Regions from separate parts of the Danio rerio genome. Here region 1 is linked to region 2. The links are chromatin contacts, called in public Micro-C maps. All regions are on one chromosome and are shown on one strand. Each heading gives the region's core, a stretch centred on a gene start, on an enhancer-like site or on the middle of the called end of the contact. The rest is flanking DNA. Distances are from core to core; before and after follow the strand shown.

What was found. A called contact is a pair of places that touch in the nucleus more often than the background predicts.
Region 1: a Micro-C map of caudal fin shows a contact between it and region 2, with 5 times the contacts expected there. The contact joins two enhancer-like sites. A contact is called at or near these places in 1 of 18 Hi-C or Micro-C datasets (caudal fin) and 1 of 4 datasets of contacts at active chromatin or transcription factors (caudal fin).

The regions. Positions count from the first base shown.
Region 1 is chr8:11,780,695-11,787,068 of GRCz12tu, reverse strand. No RefSeq gene overlaps it. Among named protein-coding and RNA genes, the nearest start is that of pim1, 88 kb to the left of the region's middle. Within about 2 kb of position 4,123, at least 14 of the 62 cell types and tissues checked have an H3K27ac peak or open chromatin away from gene starts, as enhancers often do. A contact at or near this core is called in caudal fin, where this site is marked.
Region 2 is chr8:11,628,131-11,633,929 of GRCz12tu, reverse strand. No RefSeq gene overlaps it. Among named protein-coding and RNA genes, the nearest start is that of si:dkey-8e10.3, 18 kb to the right of the region's middle. Within about 2 kb of position 3,024, at least 7 of the 62 cell types and tissues checked have an H3K27ac peak or open chromatin away from gene starts, as enhancers often do. A contact at or near this core is called in caudal fin, where this site is marked.

The sequences.
Region 1 (6,374 bases), core at 2,874-5,373, 150 kb before region 2:
GATATGCTCACTGAATCACTCAGATCATTATGATCATATAAACTAAAAATTCCTAGAGTTCAGTCAAAGCAGGGTGAATCCGCCTTCAGCTACTACACCCCTCACTGCTGGAATCAGCTTCCAGAAATGATCAGATGTGCTCTAACATTAGCACATTCAAATCAAGACTGAAAACACATCTGTTTAGCTGTGCCTTTACTGAATGAGCACTGTGCTACGACCCACAAATTGTACTATTATGTTTTTCTCTTCTTTTTCATTGTTTTATAACCTGTTTTAAGAAATTTTATCTGCTTTTAATAATTGTTATTATTTGTTTTTATTTTTCTTATACTTGTCTCTTTTATTCATGTTTATATAAAGCACTTTGAATTGCCACTGTGTATGAAATGTGCTATATAAATAAACTTGCCTTGCCATGAGCTTGGAGGACTGCATCCAAACATCCCTGCAATGACTCAAATAATGCAGTTCAACAGATGATTTACCAGAAAAAAAATCCACCTTCTGCCACTTTTCCAAACTAGAATTCAAGTTATTATTTGTTGCTCTTACAACTAGTTTTGTCAGGTAGTGTACATGAAATGCAAGCAAAGTGAGCTCTTTAATGTTTCAAAATAATATATGTGAAATTAAAATTGCTACAGCGTACTTGTATTAAACTGTACTTTGGATTCTATTTTAAATGAATGACACTTTCAGATGGGTAAAACCTTTTGGTTTGAGTAATGGCGACAAAGTATAAGGATTTCAAATGGGAGTTAATAAATGATTTGGGCCTGCACTGAGAGTCTTTTAATGCCAAGAAATTAATTTGTATATAAAGTATTGTTAAATTTGTCTTCTGTAAGTCATTGTTAAAAAAAAGTATGGCAGTCATTGTTTCATAAATAAATAAATAAATAAATAAATAAATAAATAAATAAATAAATAAATAAATAAATAAATAAATAAATAAATAAATAAATAAATAAATAAATAAATAAAAACAAAATAAAGCTTCTAATGAAGTGAAAAAAATTAACTACATTACACTTTTACAATTTTGATGCATTACACTTCTTGTCTTTGACCTGCACACATTACAAACATAGTAAATATGTATTTTAATTCACCACATTTGTATTCAGAATAGACCATGAATGCAAAAAGTAAATACACTAATGCCATTCATTTACTACAAACACCAAGCATAAATTATTAAAAGTGAAACCGACAGTGCTTGACATGAACACAAAGGCTTTGTCATGTCTGTTATGCTTATGTTAACTTTATTACATAACTTTCTTGACAATATAATGAAAGTGATATAGCATTATTCAGAAGATATCCTGGTGTATATTTATGCAGTGGTCAAAGTTTGACACAATATTAATTCAGTTCTCTGTGAAGTTTGATGTAACTGATGCAATTGTGAGCTTCTGCTATGGGATAAAAATAAAAGTAAAACTCTTGCCACTCTGGATGGCAGTTACAAGTCTGCTTTGTTATATAATCATTATGTAGGATATGCAAGCAGGAACTAAGCATACCGTCAAGGTTTTGCAAAGGTGTTTTAGAGTAGATTCAGGAAAGCTTGATATATTTATGGAATATTAAGCAACATTTTATCTTAACATTGCCTTTTATTGCAATCAATTGGCATTTTCCACAGCTCACATTTGCTTTCTAAAGTTTTTTTTTTTTTTTTTTACATTTTAAAGCATTTCAAGAATTTTTTTGGTCCAAAAATGAGCCCAAACAACACAAATTTTGACTTTTTTTGGAGACAACTTAATTTTATGTTCAATCTACTTTATGCACAGCACTTTGGTCAGTCTTGTGTCTGTTTTTAAATGTGCCGTATAGATACTTTTACTTTATAAATAAAGTATTGGTCACACTTTATTTTGATGGTCCGTTTGTTGAATTTAAGTTACATTGCATCAACATGCCAATTAATTCTAATTAAATCATAAACAGACTGTTAGGTTGGGGTTAGTGTAAGTTGACATGTACCTACAAAGTTTCTTACAGTCAGTTAAATGTCAGTAAAAAGGAGCAGTATCAAGCAGACAGTCTACTAATACCCAAGTGGACCATCAAAATAAAGTGTTACCAAAGTATTTATTTATATTATATTATAAATTATATAGACATTGGCTAGACATTGAATTTTGGTCACCTGACATTACAACCCAAACATAACCTAAAATTAATGTCTTCTGACGTTGTGTGCCTGCTGAGCTATAACTAAATGCACTACAGAATGTTACGTTTACACACATTCACAAATGACATGTAAATGCATCAGCTTTTCACCGTGTAATACTCACTACTCAAGTACTTTTGAAAATGCTACTTTTTACTCATACTTTGAGTAATATTTACAACAGATACTTTTACTCTACCCGCACTACATTTTTAGGCAAGTAATGGCACTTTTACTTAAGTATGATTTTTCACTACTATTTCCACCACTGGACAGCACTTAGGGGTTTTTGCATCTGAATTCAATTTAAATGACAAAAATGATTAGAAAAAAAGTTCATGACAATTATAAGTGCCTCAATTGCCTTATAATCGAGGTTTACTGTGATTACAGTGTTTACATTCAAATGTAATTACTGTAATTATGAAATGTTACATTCAAATGTAATTACACTTTAAATACAATTTTGATGCACTTAAATCTCGCAAAACAAACATCTACAGCATTTATTTAAATAAGCTGAATCAACATGAATCTTGAGTTTTTTTTTTTTGTTTTTTTTTTTTTTGGGACAACTTGTTTATGTTTAATCCCTGTAAAGTCATAAAAACAATTAAGTTAACTTAATCGATTTATGTTGGGACAACATGGAGTTGTGTGGAACCCAGCATTTATACACTGTAAAAAGTGCTTAGTAACTTAAAGCGAGTAAACCAATTGCCTTAAAAGCCAGCCTGATCTCACGAGCAAACGTAAGTATTTTACATTTTGTCAGTTTATTGGCTAATTCGTACGAGTTCTGTCATATGAAAATGTATGATTTTAAAAAGGAGGCGTGGCATCCAACCCCACCCCTAACCCCAAGCATCATTGGGTGATGAACAAATCGTACTAAATTGTACGAATTAGATTGTACGAATTCATACAAATTAGCCACTGAATCAAAAAGTTACGAATTGCCATGACATTGCGTTGTAAAAGGAACAAGCTGAAACCTATTGTAACTTGGAACTGTTAAGCTGACTTCATTTTTATAATTAGGCTAATTGTACTCATTTTTATTTTAAAATAAAATAAAAATGTTTATTTTTTTCATTACAACTTTATTATATATTTTTCAGCTTTTCTGTATCAAGCAAAATAACATACAGTAAAATAAATCTGCTCTTCCAGACTCCAGTTTGTCTATTAAATTCCATGCAGACTATACTTGTAGATTTTATAGACTTAATGAAGAAGCACCAAATATGTAATATTGTGATAATTACCATAATTATTTGAAAGCAGATGTGTTAAAATAATCTGACACAGTAAAAAGGGATTAGTTGACTCTTAAAAAGTGAGTACAATTAGCATAATTATGAAAATTAAGTCAGCTTAACAGTTCCAAGTTACGACGGGTTTACTTTTTTTTGGTTTACTGTTGTGTAAAGTCAGCTTGTTGCTTTTAAGGCAATTTGTTTACTCGCTTTAAGTAACTAATCACTTTTTACAGTGTAGATAACTAGGGCAAGCAATGTTTCGATACAGACCAATGTTATGATGCTTTTTGAGCGGCATTATAATCACAATCTCTAATTTATCTTGGCGGGCTCTCTCTCCTAAGCTGAACAGTGTGAGCTGAACTTCAGTTACCTCTGAGGTAACAGCAACACCGCAGGATTTAATGCGCTCCGATCCTCTCTAGAGTTCCAACCAAAATAGCACTCAAGCAAATGGGTATTGCTTACAAGCAGGTTAACCCTTACGCCAATAATGTCAGAGCTCGAAATGCATCAGACGAAACACGCTTGTCTCCTGTTCTCAAACAGCTAATTATCAGTGTGCGTCTGCTTCCAGTCCTCCAGCTTCTGGCGCTGAAGCCTTACAGTGACCCATTTTCTGCTAACCTCAATTTTCTGCAAACCTGCAGCAGCGCAGACACTCCTCTTTTTATGCAGAGGTCACTGAGTGCTGATTAAGCTGCGGCCGCTTTCAGCAAATCACTGGGTTGTGTAATAACACTTAACCTGGAATGAGTGCGAACAGTTAAGAGATTCATAAACAAATAGATAATGACAACCCAATGGACCAATAAACTAAGTGAGAATGTGTATGTGTTAATATAAAGAAACAGATCACTAAGGTAATTGTAAAAAATATCTTGAGACATATAATAACAAATAACACATACAGTATATATGCATCACTTAGGTCTCTGGATATTGTGGGGCTGTCTTGGCTGACACCTCTATGCAATATCACAGGGAGGTTGGGGACAGTACCTCTGGACTGGGCACACACACACACACACACACATATATATATATATATATATATACACACACACACACACACATATATATATATATATATATATATATATATATATATATATATATATATATATATATATATATATATATATATGTATGTATGTATGTATGTATGTATGTATGTATGTATGTATGTATGTATATATATATATATATATATGTATATATATATATATATATATATATATATATATACACATACACATACACACACACACACATACATGAATACAACAGTCACATTCACACAACTCATTATGTTCGCCCCACCCCCAGTGCGCAATTACCAACATATAGAGCCCATCCCCACTACTCACGTGCACGCGTACACACACACACACACACACACACACACACACACACACACACACACACACACACACACACACACACACACACACACACACACACACACACACACACACACACACACACAGCTCTTTAGTCACTGTTTACTTCAGCTCCACCTGCTTTGGCGCTGCTAAAGAAAGCAAATCTCGCCTTGCGTTTCCCATATTCACAATCCCTTAAAATGACTGCAAAAGCATACAGTCGGCTTGAAGAGCACCAAGTGTGTCAAATTAATTGACCACCCTCATTTTGTGGCCTTTAACTCCTGCCAAATGAAAGCAATCACACTGAGCTCATTGTGATGCCTGTGATCTCAGTTCATGTTCTCTTTACTCTGACCTTTCAGCTCTATCCTGCATATCTGTATAAGAAAGCACAGCATGATCTGTACATGCAGAAACCACTCTGCCTTACTAAGCAGTAAAGGTTTTCTGATCAGAGAAAAAGAATAATGAAAATGTAAAGTTGAAGTCAGAAATAATAACCCCTTCTTTAATTTTTTTTTCTTTTTCAAATATTTCCCAAATGATGTTTAACAGAGCAAGGACATTTTCACAGTATGTCTTATAATAATATTTTTTCTTCTGGAGAAAGTCTTATTGTTTTATTTCGGCTAGAATAAAAGCAATTATATATATATATATAATTATATATATATAATTAACCTAGTTACCTTTAAATGTCACTTTAGGCTGTATAGAAGTGTCTTGAAAAATATTTAGTCAAATATTATTTACTGTCATCATGTCAAAGATAAAAAAAATCAGTCATTAGAAATGACTTATTAAAATTATTGTGTTTAGAAATGTGTTGATTTTTTTTTTCTCTCCGTAAGAAATTAAGGAAAAAATGTGGGCTAATAATTCAGGAGGGCTAATAATTCTGAACTCAACAATTTATGCAAGTTTTTAGCATTATTTAACATTTTTTTTAATTTTACATATATATATATATATATATATATATATATATATATATATATATATATATATATATATATTACTACTTTATTTAGTTTTAGTGGAACTGTATTTCCAGCAGAAAAAGACCCAAACATTTGAAAAACAAAACGCTTATAAACCAACATGCAAGCATGCTGTAGATCTGAACAGCGCAGTGGCTTCCTTCATATCCAAACAAAAAAAAGATATCTAAAGATGCGCTACTGTTTACTGTTCTAAAATATTTTAAATATTTATAAGTAAAATATATTGTGTTTATGGGGGGGAAAGTAGTAGTTTTTTTACACAGACAATTAAAAAAAAAAACGGATTTTAGAGCAATAATAAAGTCCCTAAAGATTTCCAACCCTAGTACTAACCCCTAGTAACACTTTCCAATGAGTATTTTAACCCAGAGATGCCCAAAGTAGAGCCCGCTGGCCAAAGTTAGCCCATGGTAACCTTTGATTTGGCCCGCCATCTCATCTGAAAAGAGAGGGAGAATGATGGTGAGGTGGTTGGGGTGAATTCCTCTGACGAAGATTGACATTTCGAAATTAACGTAAGCCTTTGTTT
Region 2 (5,799 bases), core at 1,775-4,274:
ATATCTTCACAGGAAATGAGCTGACTGGAAAAGTTTGAGCAATCGCAGCCAAATCAAACAGAACAAAAAATCTGAGCGCAGCCCAAAAGATGTTGTAAACTGTTGGCAATAACAAGAGAGTTCACTCATGCATTGTCATCCGGCTTTGACATTTCTGACCTCACCTCTTATTTCCCATCAGGCAGTGTAAATACAGCCGCTCAGACTTGCTATTGTTTGTGAAATATGTGGAACTGAAGTCTAGGTGGAGCGAGGGGGTCTTTTCCAGTTAATGGGTGGTAGACTTCTTCTTTCTGGTCAACCGAAACTTTCATATTTCACTTTCCCGACACCACGGAAGCTTTCACTGAATGAACTTCCTCTTTCTGAAATGTCAGCATCTGGTGGCTCTTAGCCTAGAAGAGAAAGAGAAAAGGCCATATATTTACTTCATTGTTTAGTTTTCTTCTTCTTTTTCTTTTACAAATTCAAATTCCTTTCATATAAGGAGAGTTTCAAGAAGAATCATTAAACAAAAGGGGGAAAAAAACATGATTCTGACTGAAAACAATATGCTGGATGTTGTGGCCTAACAAATAATGATCTGGTAGAAGATGCTGATTGAAAAATCTCAGTGTCATCTATGAACAATCTTTGAGTTTGTGGATTGATTATACTTTGATCATTATTCTTACCTTTAGGTTGTGGCATCAACTCCTAAGAAAGCTGCAGAGATGCTTAGTTGTGTGAAGTGCACCTGCTTTTCCATTTCATGGTATTTGGTAAACAGTCACATGGAGGATTTCTGCCACCTGCTGGAGCGGAGAGTGCAGCGCTGCTGTTTACAGGGTTCATACCATAGGTTCATATACACATTTTACATCATACTACAAAAATTCCCGGACTTTTCCAAAACTTTCAGGCAAATATTTATGACTTAATGTTTCATGTATGTTAAATAAAGTGTGAAAAAAATAATTTAATCTTATAACAACATATAAAAAAGACAATCTATGTGTATTTTGTTTATTTTTATGTGTAAAATAGTTTTCGGAAAATATATTGCTGTCTTTATAAAATTCTTTTAGAAAGGTTGGCTTTTGTTTTCATAGGATTTACTTTCCATGACTTTTTTTAGAACATTTTGGGTTTGTTCTTTATTTTATTATTATTTTTTTTTTAAACTTTTCCAGGTCTTGAAAATTACTTGACAAGTCCATGACTTTTCCAGGACCATACAAACCCTGTGTTTGGGTAGAAGAGAAAATAAAATCTAAAAAGTACATTTTAAATTAAAATAAAACTTACTATACAGATTTAATGATTTTAAATATTTTTACAATTTCATTATTGAAATTTAACCATTAAATTAATTTTAATTAGAAAGAATAATTTAAACATTAAATTGTAAAGTTCTCCAAATTACATAAAATAAGCATTAAATATACAAAACTATCAATTATATTGCATTAAAAAAATAATAAAAAAAGTTTATTATAGGTAAGCATTTTATTATAATTCATGCTTGACATTTTATTTAGTTTTTGTTGTTTTTTAAAGCTCTTTATGCTGTTTTTATTGTACTTCAGATATTATTGTTCTTTTATTGTACAATTATTAATAAATATTACAGCATACAGTGTTATTTGTTACTATGCAGTCCTTCTAATATGCTGATTTCCTGATCAAAAACATCTCATCATCTTATCAAGAGAATTTTGTTTTTCTTTCAAAATTACATTTATATTACAGAACAATTGTTTAAAGAAATATTTAAATCAAATATTTGAGTGTTCTACCCCTCAAAAAATCCTGAAAAGTAAAATGCAAAAATTTGATGCAGAAAGAAATGGTTTTGACTACCATAATAATGACCATGATTGAGCATCGGAAATGATTAGAGCTGCAAGATGCATATTAGAATGATTTTTGATGGATCACTTAACACTGGAGGTATGCTATATATTCAACTTTGAATTTTGGTCATATGTAGTCATGAGTAATCATGAAAACTATATATCATTTGAATGTATAACATTTCAAGTTTCTATGTTTGGTGGCTGAATGTTAATAGATATTCCTGAGCAACAGTTATGTATTAACTTGCAACAAAGATTTAAAGAGCATTACTTTGCTACAGCAATCCACATGTAAACATTTTTGAAAATGTTATTAGAGAGAGACTGAATTCAAATCAAACGCATCCAATATTGTCATATTACCTTAGAATTTCATGTCCACTTTATTATATTTATATTGTCAAAAGTATGGTTGATATTCCTCAAAACAAACAACAAAACAGGGGCACTCTTAAATGGTCACCAATGAAAACTGTATGTCATCTGGTGGTCATGTTTGGTACTGCTGCCATTCAAAATCTTACTGAAAGCTAATGCTTTGAGAAATCAACTTTCATATACATATACATATAAATTTCATAAAATTAAAGACATAATACTTGTATTTTATTTGAATTTATTTGAACGTTTTTCACTTTAGCAATAAACTAACAAGTTTCTTCTTTAAAATGAGTCTAAGCTTAAATCTATGCACCAAAACAGTGAAGATTGTCATTTAATTTAAGTTGAACATGTTGTTTTCAAGGTTTTGTTCAAAAAGTTCAGAGGTTAAAAATTGTATAGCTGAGAAACAGGTAACAGAAAGAAAGAGAGGGAGAAAATAAACCAAACACAATACGTTCCATGGTGTTTTGAATGTAACACAGGATAAGCCATCAATTAAAATATTCAATACATTGAAAGTACAAGTAGGTATCGCTTATACAAGTAGGTATCACTTAAACCACAAGTAGGTTGGGTTTAGGGTTTGGTTTAGGTGTAGACGTTCATAAAACACAACAGGTTTCTGTGAGGTTGGGTTTAGTGTTAGGGTTAGGTGTACACATTCATAAAGCTCAATATTGAACTCTAAGTACGACTAAATAAGGTTTGCACAGCCCACTTGGAGCTCCATGGCCCACCCACTTGGAGCTGACTCCGACCTCCGTTTATACCCTTCTCGATACCACCGAACTGGAACATGTGTGAAACTTATCTTCAACCACTAGATGCCGCTGTTGTTATTTGTACTGCATTTAAAAACTAAATGTGGTCTGTTGTTGTTATCAGGGGTCTGTTCTTCGTACCTCGCTTAAATGATCTAAGATGATTTGGCAGATCCTGGATCTTTTAATCTTGATAACTGATCTCTCGCTAATTTGGTTCTCCAAATAAGTTCGCGAATCAGATTAGAATATCTGGATGAACTGATCTGAGATCGCTGCGTTTGTTGTTAAGGACAGATCTATCGATCCTCGAAATCATGATCAGCAATGCAACGATTGGCTGACGGCACAGCAGCGTAATGACATCATCTGATAAATATTCAATTATCCATGAGAGCAAAATTACATCAAATTAGCAGTAAACGGCTTGTTAAATATGACACGCAGTAACTTCACATTTGTTGTGAGCTGCAGGCTTTACACTTTCATTTGTCAAGACAAGAGTATTCATCATGTATTTCAATGCAAATCAATGTATTTAGTTCTTCATTTAGAAAAGATTTTCTTTATTATAGTAACCGTTTTTTAATCGGTGTAAAGAATAACTGGTTGTTTCCAAAAGCATTTTGATATTGGTAAAGGCGTCTGCAACTTTTGTGAAGCATCACTGGCATATTAACTGTCAAAACATGTTTATGACTGCATATATGTATTATTGCTTTTAAAAAAAGTCACACATTGTGCATTTCTATTATACACAATTTGTACTAAAGCGATCTAAAAAGTTCATATCAATAAGTTTTCTCTTTGCACCACCAGGTGGCAGTCTTTGTATTTTCATTTCGAGGGTGCAGATTGCATACGTTTTATTAATATGTATAACTTTATTTATTTTATTAATGACTATAACTTTTATATATATAGTTAAAAAATATTTACTATTTTCCCAAGTGTATATAACTTTTACTGTAAGAAAATATCAGAACTCGGTACATACTTTCTGTATTATCTTTGCTTGAACTGAGCCGGGGTCCGTTCTTCGTATGTGGATTACTCAGTTAGCTGGATTTGGATATTGACGATTTGACACGATCCAGGATCGTTTCGTTCTTCAAAGCTGATCCGAGAGTTGTTGTCATGGCAACAGATCTGCTAGGTCAAACCTGATCGGGAGCAGGTTCAAATCATATAAACAGGATTAGATCGGCTCAGTTCAAGCAAAGATAATACAGAAAGTATGTACCGAGTTCTGATATTTTCTTACAGTAAAAGTTATATACACTTGGGAAAATAGTAAATATTTTTTAACTATATATATAAAAGTTATAGTCATTAATAAAATAAATAAAGTTATACATATTAATAAAACGTATGCAATCTGCACCCTCGAAATGAAAATACAAAGACTGCCACCTGGTGGTGCAAAGAGAAAACTTATTGATATGAACTTTTTAGATCGCTTTAGTACAAATTGTGTATAATAGAAATGCACAATGTGTGACTTTTTTTAAAAGCAATAATACATATATGCAGTCATAAACATGTTTTGACAGTTAATATGCCAGTGATGCTTCACAAAAGTTGCAGACGCCTTTACCAATATCAAAATGCTTTTGGAAACAACCAGTTATTCTTTACACCGATTAAAAAACGGTTACTATAATAAAGAAAATCTTTTCTAAATGAAGAACTAAATACATTGATTTGCATTGAAATACATGATGAATACTCTTGTCTTGACAAATGAAAGTGTAAAGCCTGCAGCTCACAACAAATGTGAAGTTACTGCGTGTCATATTTAACAAGCCGTTTACTGCTAATTTGATGTAATTTTGCTCTCATGGATAATTGAATATTTATCAGATGATGTCATTACGCTGCTGTGCCGTCAGCCAATCGTTGCATTGCTGATCATGATTTCGAGGATCGATAGATCTGTCCTTAACAACAAACGCAGCGATCTCAGATCAGTTCATCCAGATATTCTAATCTGATTCGCGAACTTATTTGGAGAACCAAATTAGCGAGAGATCAGTTATCAAGATTAAAAGATCCAGGATCTGCCAAATCATCTTAGATCATTTAAGCGAGGTACGAAGAACAGACCCCCGATCTAATCCTGTTTATATGATTTGAACCTGCTCCCGATCAGGTTTGACCTAGCAGATCTGTTGCCATGACAACAACTCTCGGATCAGCTTTGAAGAACGAAACGATCCTGGATCGTGTCAAATCGTCAATATCCAAATCCAGCTAACTGAGTAATCCACATACGAAGAACGGACCCCAGGCAACTAGAAATGACGGATGTTTATTTTTACCATTATTGTATTTTTTCCCAATCGCAGTCTATAAAACGTGCTTATAAAGTTGTGAAAATGTTTGTCATGGCATGTACATTATTTATTCTCTATACAGAAATATAATTTGAAGACGTAATGGGATTCACTTTTAATGATCATTTCCACAGATCGTTAACACTTTTTATATGATATAGTGAAAGCTGATACAAACTTCAATCTATCTTCCAGCGACTCCCGGGTCTCTAGAGTCCAGTCACTAGACACTTTTACTGAGATACTGACCTGTACAGTATCTGCCAGTACATTTTACAACTAAATATAAAAAAGATCATCAATAACTCCAAGACTAACGATAAACATTATAGCCTTCAAAGGTGATGGAAAACAGCTCCGAGAATCTGTATAATAATCCTTATTGAAAATATTGCAGATTTGATGATTCTTTCGACAAAAAGATACATTGATAACTGCAGTAGACTGCTAATAGATGTAATATAGATTTATTTCGCAAAC